Regions from separate parts of the Mus musculus genome. Here region 1 is linked to region 2. The links are chromatin contacts, called in public HiChIP or PLAC-seq maps. All regions are on one chromosome and are shown on one strand. Each heading gives the region's core, a stretch centred on a gene start, on an enhancer-like site or on the middle of the called end of the contact. The rest is flanking DNA. Distances are from core to core; before and after follow the strand shown.

The links. HiChIP or PLAC-seq counts read pairs in DNA pulled down with a chosen protein or histone mark.
Region 1: an HNF4G HiChIP or PLAC-seq map of pancreatic cancer cells shows a contact between it and region 2. The contact joins two enhancer-like sites. A contact is called at or near these places in 6 of 39 promoter capture datasets (the C10 cell line, embryonic stem cells, hippocampal neurons and 3 more), 1 of 15 datasets of contacts at CTCF or cohesin (CD8 T cells), 2 of 484 Hi-C or Micro-C datasets (CD4 T cells and CD8 T cells) and 2 of 115 datasets of contacts at active chromatin or transcription factors (CD8 T cells and pancreatic cancer cells).

The regions. Positions count from the first base shown.
Region 1 is chr3:126,659,484-126,665,005 of GRCm38.p6, forward strand. The region is part of intron 2 of Camk2d (calcium/calmodulin-dependent protein kinase II, delta); the gene reads left to right. Among named protein-coding and RNA genes, the nearest start is that of Gm15551, 6.7 kb to the right of the region's middle. Within about 2 kb of position 1,373, at least 158 of the 459 cell types and tissues checked have an H3K27ac peak or open chromatin away from gene starts, as enhancers often do. A contact at or near this core is called in pancreatic cancer cells, where this site is marked.
Region 2 is chr3:126,567,219-126,572,560 of GRCm38.p6, forward strand. No RefSeq gene overlaps it. Among named protein-coding and RNA genes, the nearest start is that of Camk2d, 27 kb to the right of the region's middle. Within about 2 kb of position 3,568, at least 29 of the 459 cell types and tissues checked have an H3K27ac peak or open chromatin away from gene starts, as enhancers often do. A contact at or near this core is called in pancreatic cancer cells, where this site is marked.

The sequences.
Region 1 (5,522 bases), core at 123-2,622, 90 kb after region 2:
TGCTCAAAGGTGGAATGCAGCAATAGTAACATGTATGCGTGCTTTAGATTCTGTGTAGCTTGTTTGACACACAGTATGATGTGTGCTCATTGTATGAGATGGATAGCTTTACAGCAAAATGTCCTCAAGTCCCACTTAATTTTCTCATCTGTAATTTTTATTAGCATCGTAGTTGGAGTCTTTCCCTGTAGTCTTTTTTTTTTCCTCTGCTGGTACTCCACAATCAACTCTTTTTCTAAAATAAAATAAGAGCAGGGCTTTTCCTTTGCATTTTTTATTTACTTATTTCTTTACTACTAATGTGTGTGTGTGTGTGTGTGTGTGTGTGTGTGTGTGTGTGTGTGTGTGTGAGGGGGTAGGATTTGTGCAGACACAGGGTCTAAGCCCAACCTCATTTTGGTTCTCTCCACTTGCATGGCTTTAACTCAAGTCTATGGGCTTGTGTGGTAGGCCTCTAGAGCTCACATGGGAGACCTTTGCTGTCTTTGATCTTCTAGGCTTTTAACATGGAAATCATTTACCAATCCTGTAAGTAGATGCTAATCATATTCTCACTGAGCCCGAGAAGTCAGTCTTCCCCTAGCCACCTCTCTCCTAAGTGCTAGAGGTGACCCAGGAACACAAGCAACTTAGCACTGACATCAGAGCTTGGAGCTGCTGGGTCAGTTCCACAGTTTACACTGTGTGTAAAATCTAGCTGCCTCAGCCCTCCAATCTCATGTCCACTGGCAGTTTCATGTGTCCCCTTTCTGCAATAGAACGTCCTGGCTGTTTATCACAGAGTTACCTCAACTCTTTTTGGCTCACCTTCGAGGTTGTGGTCCACAGACAAACATTTCGTACTCTTCACTGTTCTCCAAGCCCTCTGAGTAGGTTTCTTCCTGATTATGAGTCATGCTGTGCTTGCTCTTTGTCACAATCTCACTTCGTCCCCTTCAAAGTGGAAAAACCTCTACACACTCACAAGGCCATGCTCTACTCCCTCACCTCGTCCTTGCTTTTGTTTTTTCTGTCTTGTCCCCACAGTGGTAAGCATATCCCTGTGTCGGGTGTTCCTTCCGTCATGTGCTGTTGCTTGCTCTTGGTGACTTCCACTCTTTGCCTACTGGGCTTTTCTGGGATAGGTGTCTACTTGGTATCATTGTTGCCTCAGCATGGCCTATCCAGTGCATGTAACACAGTCAGCAGTGAGTTAGGCTGGGTCTTAGATGGCCAGGGTCCTGCCCACCATGTCCTGTGCCCTCCAGGACTAGCCTGTCCCACTTGTTGATTTCAGTCTGATAACTAGATGTAACCCTGGCCTCACCTGCCACATCCTAGCTGCTCAGCAGGAACCTGTCTGGTTTTCAGTCAGAGTTTCCTGTGCAGGTGGCGGAGGATTTTGAAATGCTTGAAACGAAGCCATCACACCCACTTGAAATAGTTTCTCTCATCTGTGTGATAAGAGGTGGGTGGCAAAAATAAGTTCACAGAGCCTATTACTTGGAGCTGAGATCACGGATTAAATGTCTTGAATGGGGAAAAAAATGTATTGGTTGCACTTAGAATATTTTCTCTGACCTTTCTTACCTTGAATTCAGAAAGAAGGCAGTTTTCTCATGTTGGAGGAACGCTGACTAATTCCCTGTACCTCCTTCACTGTCGAGCATCTGACTCATGTGTATTTAAGGGAACTAGCTGATGACTGGACTCATGCAGCTACGAGGAAAACATGGGATCCAGACCTGTTTGTTACCCTGTGTTCTTAGGGCCTCTTTGATGCGGCAGCCCTGGTGACTCACTTCAGCTCGGTTTGCAGAACACTTGAATGAAAACTTCATGCACAGTGATAGTTAAGAATGCTATGTAGACTGAACTGATGCGGGATGGTCAAATTCCTACTTTCAAATGAAATTTAAAAAGGCCAAAGTAAAGGTCTCTGCCTGGTTTCTCCAAAGCAGAGCCTGAGAGAAAGAGGTTGTCTGAGAGAGCTGGACGTTGGGTTGGACCAGAGAAACAGGAAAACTGACGAGCTTGGCCTGTTCTGCACGGCACCGAGGTTTTCCTGACTACAAGGGTATGTCTGCAGGGCACAGAAAGGCAGCAGGGAACCCAACTGAAAGGCTTACAGATTGAGAATATGTGCAGGAACGGTAAATGGTAACTAACATTTTGCAGCTAAAAAAAAAAAAAAGAAGCCGAAGTGACTTTCTACATCAATTCAAAAAGTTTTGAATACCTGTTTTGCTCGTATACCATTGCTAGTATTTGAAAATTCGTTTAAAAAGTCAATACACTGATATAAAATATTGTTTGTCCTAATAACCCCAAACATCTGAAACCTTTGGCTTGTTTCTCTGTGGTACAAAGTTCTAGCTTGCCCTCCGTGTGTGTGTGTGTGTGTGTGTGTGCATGTGTGAAACATATAACTTAATTCTTCTTCTTACCCCATGTATTCTGTTTTATGTTGTCAGTTTTCTGTTAGTGAAACACCAAAGCCTTGCACCCTGTAAAGAGGTCTACTTAGTTCCTGTTCCATATCTGTTTTGATCTCTAGGGGCCTGAGAACATGGTACCGCTTACCGTCAATGGGTAGAGTCATTTACACAGGAGGAAGCAAGAAGACCAATAGAGATAGCCCATCATGCTTTTGGTCTTGTGGTAACCCATTTATTCCTCTGAGGTTTCAATCACTCTCATGAGATGTGGTGTCTCTGGTGACTGAACACCTCCCACTGGGTCTCATCTTTTAAGAGGTTCTAGTACTGTTCAGTGTTGCTGTTGTAGTCCAAGCATAGGAACCTTTGGGGATATGAACCACGTCCAACCCATAGCATCCTGTAAAACATCTTCTTTTATAGTGTAAACAAGGAAAAGAAAGGGCTGACCTAATTCATGTGGTCCTGTAACCCATGCTTTGATTTGCTTTGTTTTGTTTTGTCTTTTGAGAGACAGGGTCTTAGTATATAGCCCTGACTGGCCTGAGACTTAATATGTAGATATAGATATTATTAGGCTCATCTTGACCTCACAGAGATCCTCCTGCCTCTGCCTCAGAGTGCTGGGATTAAATGTGTGTGTCACAATACTCAGAGCTGAAGTTTTAAGTATGACTATTTCTTAAATTAGGAAAACATATATACTGACATTATAAAACTAACCAATTATGAAGTAGAACTCAAGAAGTCTGTTTTTGTTTTTTTATTTTTAAATTAAGTAAAATATTAACTAATGTCAATTATTTACATTTCAGCAGACCACTTAGTTAAATGGTAGTTTAACCAGGTTTTTAGCCATGGTATGTGTGGCTCTGTTTGTTTATTTGTTTTTATTTGTTTGGTTGTTTTGCTACTCAATTTATTATCATCTATTAAATGGAGTAAACTCTAGAAACAATTTGAGATGAGAGGTGTACCTTGTCAAGAGCCTGAATTGTCCTGTGCTTAGCGGGACTTAGGATGCCTGTGCCATTTATTGTATTTGGATTGAAAATGAAGAATATAAAGATTTTTAGATTTTTTAAAATCTTGTATACTGCAGTATCATATATGATAAGACGATTGCAAAAGAAAGAGAAATAGCTTAAGCCGATGTGTCACTATCAGTAAAACGAGCACTTAGTTAACAGGAACCTGAAAACTCCTGAGTCTTCCAGTATTCTTTAATCGAAGAATGGCTGTAGGAGGTAATGCTGTTTGTGACCTACCTCTCTCATGAAGAAAAAAAAAAGAAGATTAATTAGTGAGTAATTAATAGACCAATGCACAGCCCCAAGAAAGGTGTTCTGCAGGTCAGAGCTTTCATTAAAAGTTGACTCTCCAGACCTCATGAGATGGAGCCTTCAGTCAGTGCTCATAAGGGAGCCACTCATCTTCAGGCAGTGACACCAGGGATATTTGTTCTAGTTCCATTTGACAAGGCTCATTTTCCCACTGTGTTCCTTAGTGTCCTCATCTGTCAAATCAACAGTCTATGACTGGGTAGTCACTAAGAGGAACTTACTCCAAACGTGCCATCATCAATGTCCTTTCAACTCCCATTTCCCACCTATTAAACTACTGCTAAGATATATTTCACATGCCCCACTCAAGTGCTGTGGCAGATCTTTGTCTCCCTTTCTGATGAAGACCGCATCATAGCCAGCACAGACTCTAGGTCAGGGTCAGCTTCAGGAACAATCAGCTGGTCCTAAAGTGATCATAACCCTCCTGTGGCTTCTCGCATCTCATGACCACAATGGGAACTGAGGTCCCAGCTGTGGACCACACTGATTTACTCTGAAGCTCCTGGCCAGACAGAAACTTTAACGGTTTTGCTTTCAGTTTGCTTCTTATATGGCTTGGCTTATACTCTCTCTTTCTCGAGATCTAGCAATACAATCTTGGAGGTCGTAACCTGAAAATAATTTGCACCACACATGACATTTCAGCATCTGTTTCTGAAGAATCTGACCTGGTGAAAAGACCTCAAGCAGAATGTATAAAAAAAGACAAAACACACAAGCTGAAGGGAGATCTGAAGCATAAAGGATTTTTTTCTCAGTCTATGCCTTATTCATTGGAAAACTGCATTTCGAACCAAAAGCAAGAGAGGCTTAACCAGGAAGAGTCCGGTTACCATGGGGTGTGTGATAGGCAGGAGAGGACACCTCTGGCAGTCCAGGTTGTTTGTCCTGTTAGTGTTGGTTATAGCTAAGCCTCTACTCGCCTGCTTAATCTCTAAATCCATCCCTTTTTGTTTCAGAGAATTTTGGAGAGAAACATCATACCAGATATGTTTGGTTTCTATTAGAGACTGTGTCTTTTTCAGATCAGAAGTGTAGGCAGTGCTTTCTGTCTCCTTCTCCTCTGTCCATGTCTTTTGATTTAAATGGCTCCGACTTGGTTTTCTTCTAAAAAAAGAAGTTGCTGTTTGACAGACGCTGTAAAGTCGAACTTATAACAAAAATTGTATGAGTGCAAGACATTCAGTTTTATACTGGAAGGGAAGTTTGGTAGTTCCTTGCTGGTGCTTTTCCCATATTAAGGATTTTCCAGTTTGGTTTCGTTTTGAAATGAGATTTATTGCACTTTATTGCACAAAGTTATATAACTTGAAGATTTTTGATTCCCCTCTATCCGTTGCTTGAGTGATACGACGGAACTGTTTTTCTATTTCCCTTTTACGTGATTTGATTTGTGCATTTATCTATTCTTGACGAGTCATGTTAGAAGAAACTGAGTTCTGACTGGTGTGTGTAGTAAACTTCAGCTTCTTTTGACCTCACCCTCCATTCATCTACTCCATGATCAGAGAGTAAATCATGTTTCTGATACCATGTTTTAGAAAGCTTAATTATCTCTTTAGCATCAATGTTCATCCATCCATGGAGTCTGTAGTTCTTTCCACTAATGGACAGACGTCCAGAGTAGTATCATGTCAGTGAAATGCCTTCCAGATAAAAGGAGAAAATGCACACCTCTAAGGTTCAATGCAGAGTGTGTAGGTATTTTTGCATAAATTCTAAAAATAAGCTGAATTTCTGCTATTATTAGTCAAAATAC
Region 2 (5,342 bases), core at 2,318-4,817:
AGTTATTACAGAGAAAGGAGCTTCAGTTGGGGAAATGCCTCCACGAGACCCAGCTGTAAGGCATTTTCTCAATTAGTGATCAAGGGGGGAGGTCCCTTTGTGGGTGGTGCTATCTCTGAGCTGGGAGTCTTGGGTTCAATAAGAGAGCAGGCTGAGCAAGCCAGGGGAAGCAAACCAGTAAGTAACATCCCTCCCTGCATCAGCTCCTGCTTCCTGACCTGCTTGAGTTCCAGTCCTGACTTCCTTTGGTGATGAAGTAATGTGGAAAGTGTAAGCTGAATAAACCCTTTCCTCCCCAACTGCTTCTTGGTCATGATGTTTGTGCAGGAATAGAAACCCTGACTAAGACACCCCTAATTAAGTGTGTGTGTGTGTATGTATGTATGTGTGTGTGTGTGTGTGTGTGTGTGTGTGTGTGTGTGTTTATATGTTACCTAGGTCATGGTGTCTCTTCATAACAAGAGAACAGTAATGAAGACACTCTCTACTCAGCATCTTATTACTCCAGAGAAGTTCTACCTGCCTATTACTGAGTATTCATTCAATCCCATTTTAATATCATCAGTGACATGTATAAGATCTTGGTAAGAAACTCTGATTTATAAGTAGTAATTAAAAAGTAATAAAACAGCTACAAATAACCACCACAAACGATCTTTGACTATTTAGGCTACATTTTAGACTCTGGTCCCTACCACATACAAATCGAAGTACCAACTCCTCTCCATTCTCATCCCTCCTGGATCTCACCTCAACACCTTAGCATGATGTGTTAGCCATACAGCCTGACACCTCTAAACACTTAATGTTTTCTACTGTCATTCTGATTCAAAGTTGATCCCATAAACACAACAGTTGCAGTTCTGTTTACTTACTATTTAGTTACATTGGTATCCAGTCAACCCAAATTCAGGAACCATCTCAGTGGGATAGTTCATTTTAGGAAGTTTTTTTAAAGCTCTCTTGAATAGATTCCTGTGGGACTGTGAAAGGCAGCCTGTTTTCTGATTGAGCGAGACTTACTCCAGAGACCCAGTAGAAACTCTACAAGGGATGGAACAGTGTGCCATGCTCCCAGACAGACATGCTCCCAGCCTGACACCATGGAGCCCCAAACTCCATAATCCTGTGACTATCAGTCATGCAGACAATGTCCCAAGTTCCTGGCATTCTGGCTAGACTCCACCCTCACAGTTACCTGACAATAGCCAGGCATGCTCCTCCCCAGAGCTACCCTGCAACTAACTACAAGCTAGCCTGCAACTATAAAAGGGGTTGATTGGCCCCTCCTCTCTCTCTTAAGCTCTCACCTCTCCTATTTTCTTCTTTAGTGCTTCTTCTCCCCCTCCCTTCTCCCCTCTCTCCACATGGCCATGGCCAGCCTCTTATTCTACCTTCTCTCTTTCTCTCTGCCTTTCTACAGTAAAGCTCTAAAGCCAAGGACTGTCTCTGCTCGTTGAGACTCGCCGTGTTGGGGCATCAGAGCTGGCTTTCTTCTAAAGAGCCAAGTCTAACCCCCAGAAGGCTTTCCTGTGCTCCAGCTCCAGCCACCAGCCAACCCAAGCCACCCGCCGAACTAGCAGCCTGAGCTAGCCAAGACTCTCTCATCCCCACGGTAAGACTGAGAACCGGTCATCTCTGGCCTCCGTAAGGTCCAGAGACCCCGAATTGCTTCCTCTCTACCCCAGAGGACAGGGGTTCTGTGACTTCCCACAGCCAAACACCCACCCGGGGTCTCATAGAGAGCATGCGCCATTCCCCCGGGTCCACCCACTCAGAGCACTGGAACTCTGGTGGGACTCAAATCCTCTCCCACCCCTTTATTTCCCACACCAGGAGCCCCACAGATTCCACAACTAAAATTCAAGGTAGACAACGAATTTACGAGATTATTGTTGATAGGTTTAATAACAACCTGTGGATAGCCTGCAACTCTCCTTCCTGTTTTCTCTGCAAACTCATAATTCTCAACAAAATGAATTCTACTGAGCTGTGTCTAGCTGTTATGTTGCATGTTTGCCTCATCTGATTTCTCTGCACTGCAATTATGGACTATTCAAACAGTTAAGCTAAGTATAGCTGAAGGTTGAGAGTCCAGCAGTTTGAGCAGATTAGGCAATGAGCAGTAACTACAGTTCTTTTAGACATTCTTACCCACATACTTAAATACTAATTTGATCAGCCTGGCCTCTCGGAGAGCCACTTAATTTATAATCAACCTACCACTGCCCTGTTTTTCTGCAAACCCCAAGATGCTTATGTAGTTACAAATGGAGTGAAGATTTACCATTTTTCTGACTATCCGAATGAGGACCATCGAGCTATGGAATTCAAAACATTGTTTTATGGGCTTTAGTCATATCATTGAATCATTTTGCTTAACTGGACACTTCAATCGAGTTCATTAAATAAAACTGTATATTTATTTATTCTATATAAAGCCTAGAAACATTTCTAATTCCACGAACATGCTGCGGCTGCTGTTATTTCTACTTGTAGCCCAGCGACAACCATTGTACTGTCACATGACTGATGCTAGGCGCTGAGTACTTTCATCACTCTTTAGGATGCCTTTGTTTGTCAGGACTGAACACGATACTCCCGCCAATGTTCTGGGAGATAAACAAGTAGAATTCTTTGTTGTTTCTAGGACTTGAAGATTTGCACATGTTTTCTTCCTCCAGAAGGTCAAAGAGCTGACTACCAGACCCTGTATAGGGAAAGAGCTTGGTATGATCCCCTCTGCAGATGAGAAAAGATGGGTGAGATTGGTGATCCTCTAGGGTTTTGCTTCAGGTGAATTTAGCATGGCCTTTGCTCGTCCATGGCATCTTTCTCTAGGTAAGGAGATTGTTGCCAAGTTAAAAGCACATGAACTTAGTTTGTCTCATGGAAAAAAAAGTGTTATAACTTTAAGTACATAAAGGCAGAGTCGAGCTTCTAACTTGACTGCTTATTTCAAATTTTCTGTAAACGTCATGACACTTAAAGGCATTTGCATATTTATTTCTGATTGTGTAGAATTAGCATTTACAGTCATTTGCCTATTCATAAACAAGTTTATAATTAAACAGTATACTTTCCATATTTTGTCTACAACCCAAAATACAATTGGACCATATCTAAGCCCTTTTTTCTCTTTAATTAAAGAAAGACATCTTTGTTTTAATAGTTATTTTAAAAAATAATATGGGCGAGATGGCTCAGTGATTAACTTGTTGCTCTTCCTAAGGACCAGGGTTCATTTCCTAGTGCTAACATGGTGATTCACAATCAACTATAATCCTAATTCCGGGGATATGACAGCTTGTTTTGGCCTCTGCAGGAACTCTATGCACATGGTACACAGACATACAAGCAGTAAAACTACCCATACACATAAAATAAAAACAAATAAATAATGAATACAATAGAATTAATAAAATATGTTTTCTTCATATATTCTACAGTTTCAATGGCACTCATGTCTTTTGGAATGGAAACAAGAGCAAAATTTAAGATAGCAACTATGTGGCCAGTTTACATACATACCACAATGCTTACTCATCAGAAGTTGTCAACAACTAGCAATGACGCTCATATAGCTGATGTGGTATTGGTTCAGTTACTCACCAAAGATGAGTAATCAAAATCTTCTGTGGGAGATTTTCCAATTACCAGCATCACTGAAAAGGCTCTTGATAGAAAGGAGAGGTTGCTGGGTAACAGTCATTCTCTAGCTATTTACACTGAGACTGAGACTTCTACACTTCCTTTGTTCTGACATCTCAAGGTTGAGACCACCTCCTCCCTGCTACTCTAGCTCCAGCTGCAGGAGTGATCAACTACACTAGACCACTGCACAAGAGTGTTCTGTGATTTCCAAAGCAAAACTCACAGTGCTTCAATACCGGCTCACGGGTAGCATCATCAGAAACCTAGTTTCTCAAGGAACTCAGTTTCACATATGTTGACCCCCATTCTTCTCTCCACTTCTGTCTTAGGGTTTGCATTGCTGTGAAGAGACCCCATAAACCAGGGTAACTCTTACAAAGGAAAATATTTAATCAGGGATGGCTTACAGTTTCAAAACTTTAATCCATTATGGTCATGGTAGGGAGAGTGGCAGTGTCCAGGCAGACATGCTGCTGGAGAAAGAGCTGCAAGATCTACAATGCCCCCTCACTCTCTTGTGCCTTTTGTATTGTCAGTCTATCAGCTTCCAAATACAACCATGTGACCTAAGATGTCACTTTCCAAATCCCTTTGTCTCCACAGTGTCTGTGGTTTTATCCATATTGCTCTCCATGACCCACTCATGTCATACCAGGTCACACCCTGTACTATCTCTGAGTTTTGATTCCAAACATTTCATTCTGCCATCTCTACTTCTTTAAGCCTACTTGTTCCAATATGACATTTGGTTCACTGGCTCATTAAGCTTATCAACCCTATGTCTCTATGTGTCACCATACCTATGTTGCTCTATACTTCTACTATATAACTGTTTTTAGTACTGTTGATTTCTTCTCTGAATATTCATACATGTACAGTGTATTTTGAACATACTTACCCCAACTTTGCCCAGATGTTATAATTCCCTTTCACCTTTCTTAATTATTATTCCATGGCAAAAATAGAAGTTCTGGTAAAATCCAAACCACTCTTAACTGGTCCCCACATATGAGTGGTTAAACATTGCCAAAGACTATTTATACTTTGGGGATCATTTACATAATTATGCTTAATAGACTTACCCATGAATAATACCTTGTCAAAAACAATGGCTAAAATTATGCTTTCATCCATCATTCCTTTCCTTTGGAATATTTTTCTTCTACATTTGTTACCTCTAATTGCGTGTGTGGGTATACATATATAATGGGCATTTGTTTGCACTGGCACACTTGAGCTATGATATGCATATAAAAGTAAGAGTGTTGTTTCTCACCTACCACCTTGTTAGAGCCAGGGACTCTTAAGTCATTTTTTGCTGTCTCTGCCTCCAGGAATAGGTATTCAAACTCACCCATCTGGCTTATATACACAGGTTTTGGGAATTCAAAATCAGGTCTTTAAACTTACATGATGTGCTGGGTAGCCTTTATTGTCAACATGATGCAACCTAAAATCACCTGGGAAGAGTGAACTCCAACTGAGGAATTTTCTATATCAGGTTAGCCTGTGAGCATGTTTATGGGAAGTTGTCTTAACTGCTAATCAATTTATGAGTTCCCAGCCCATCATGGGTGGTACCATCCCTAGGCAGATAGCCTTGGACTCTGGGCTGTATAAGAAAGCCAGCTGAACATCATCCAGTGAGTGAGCCAACATACAGATTTCCTCTATGATTTCTTCTTCAG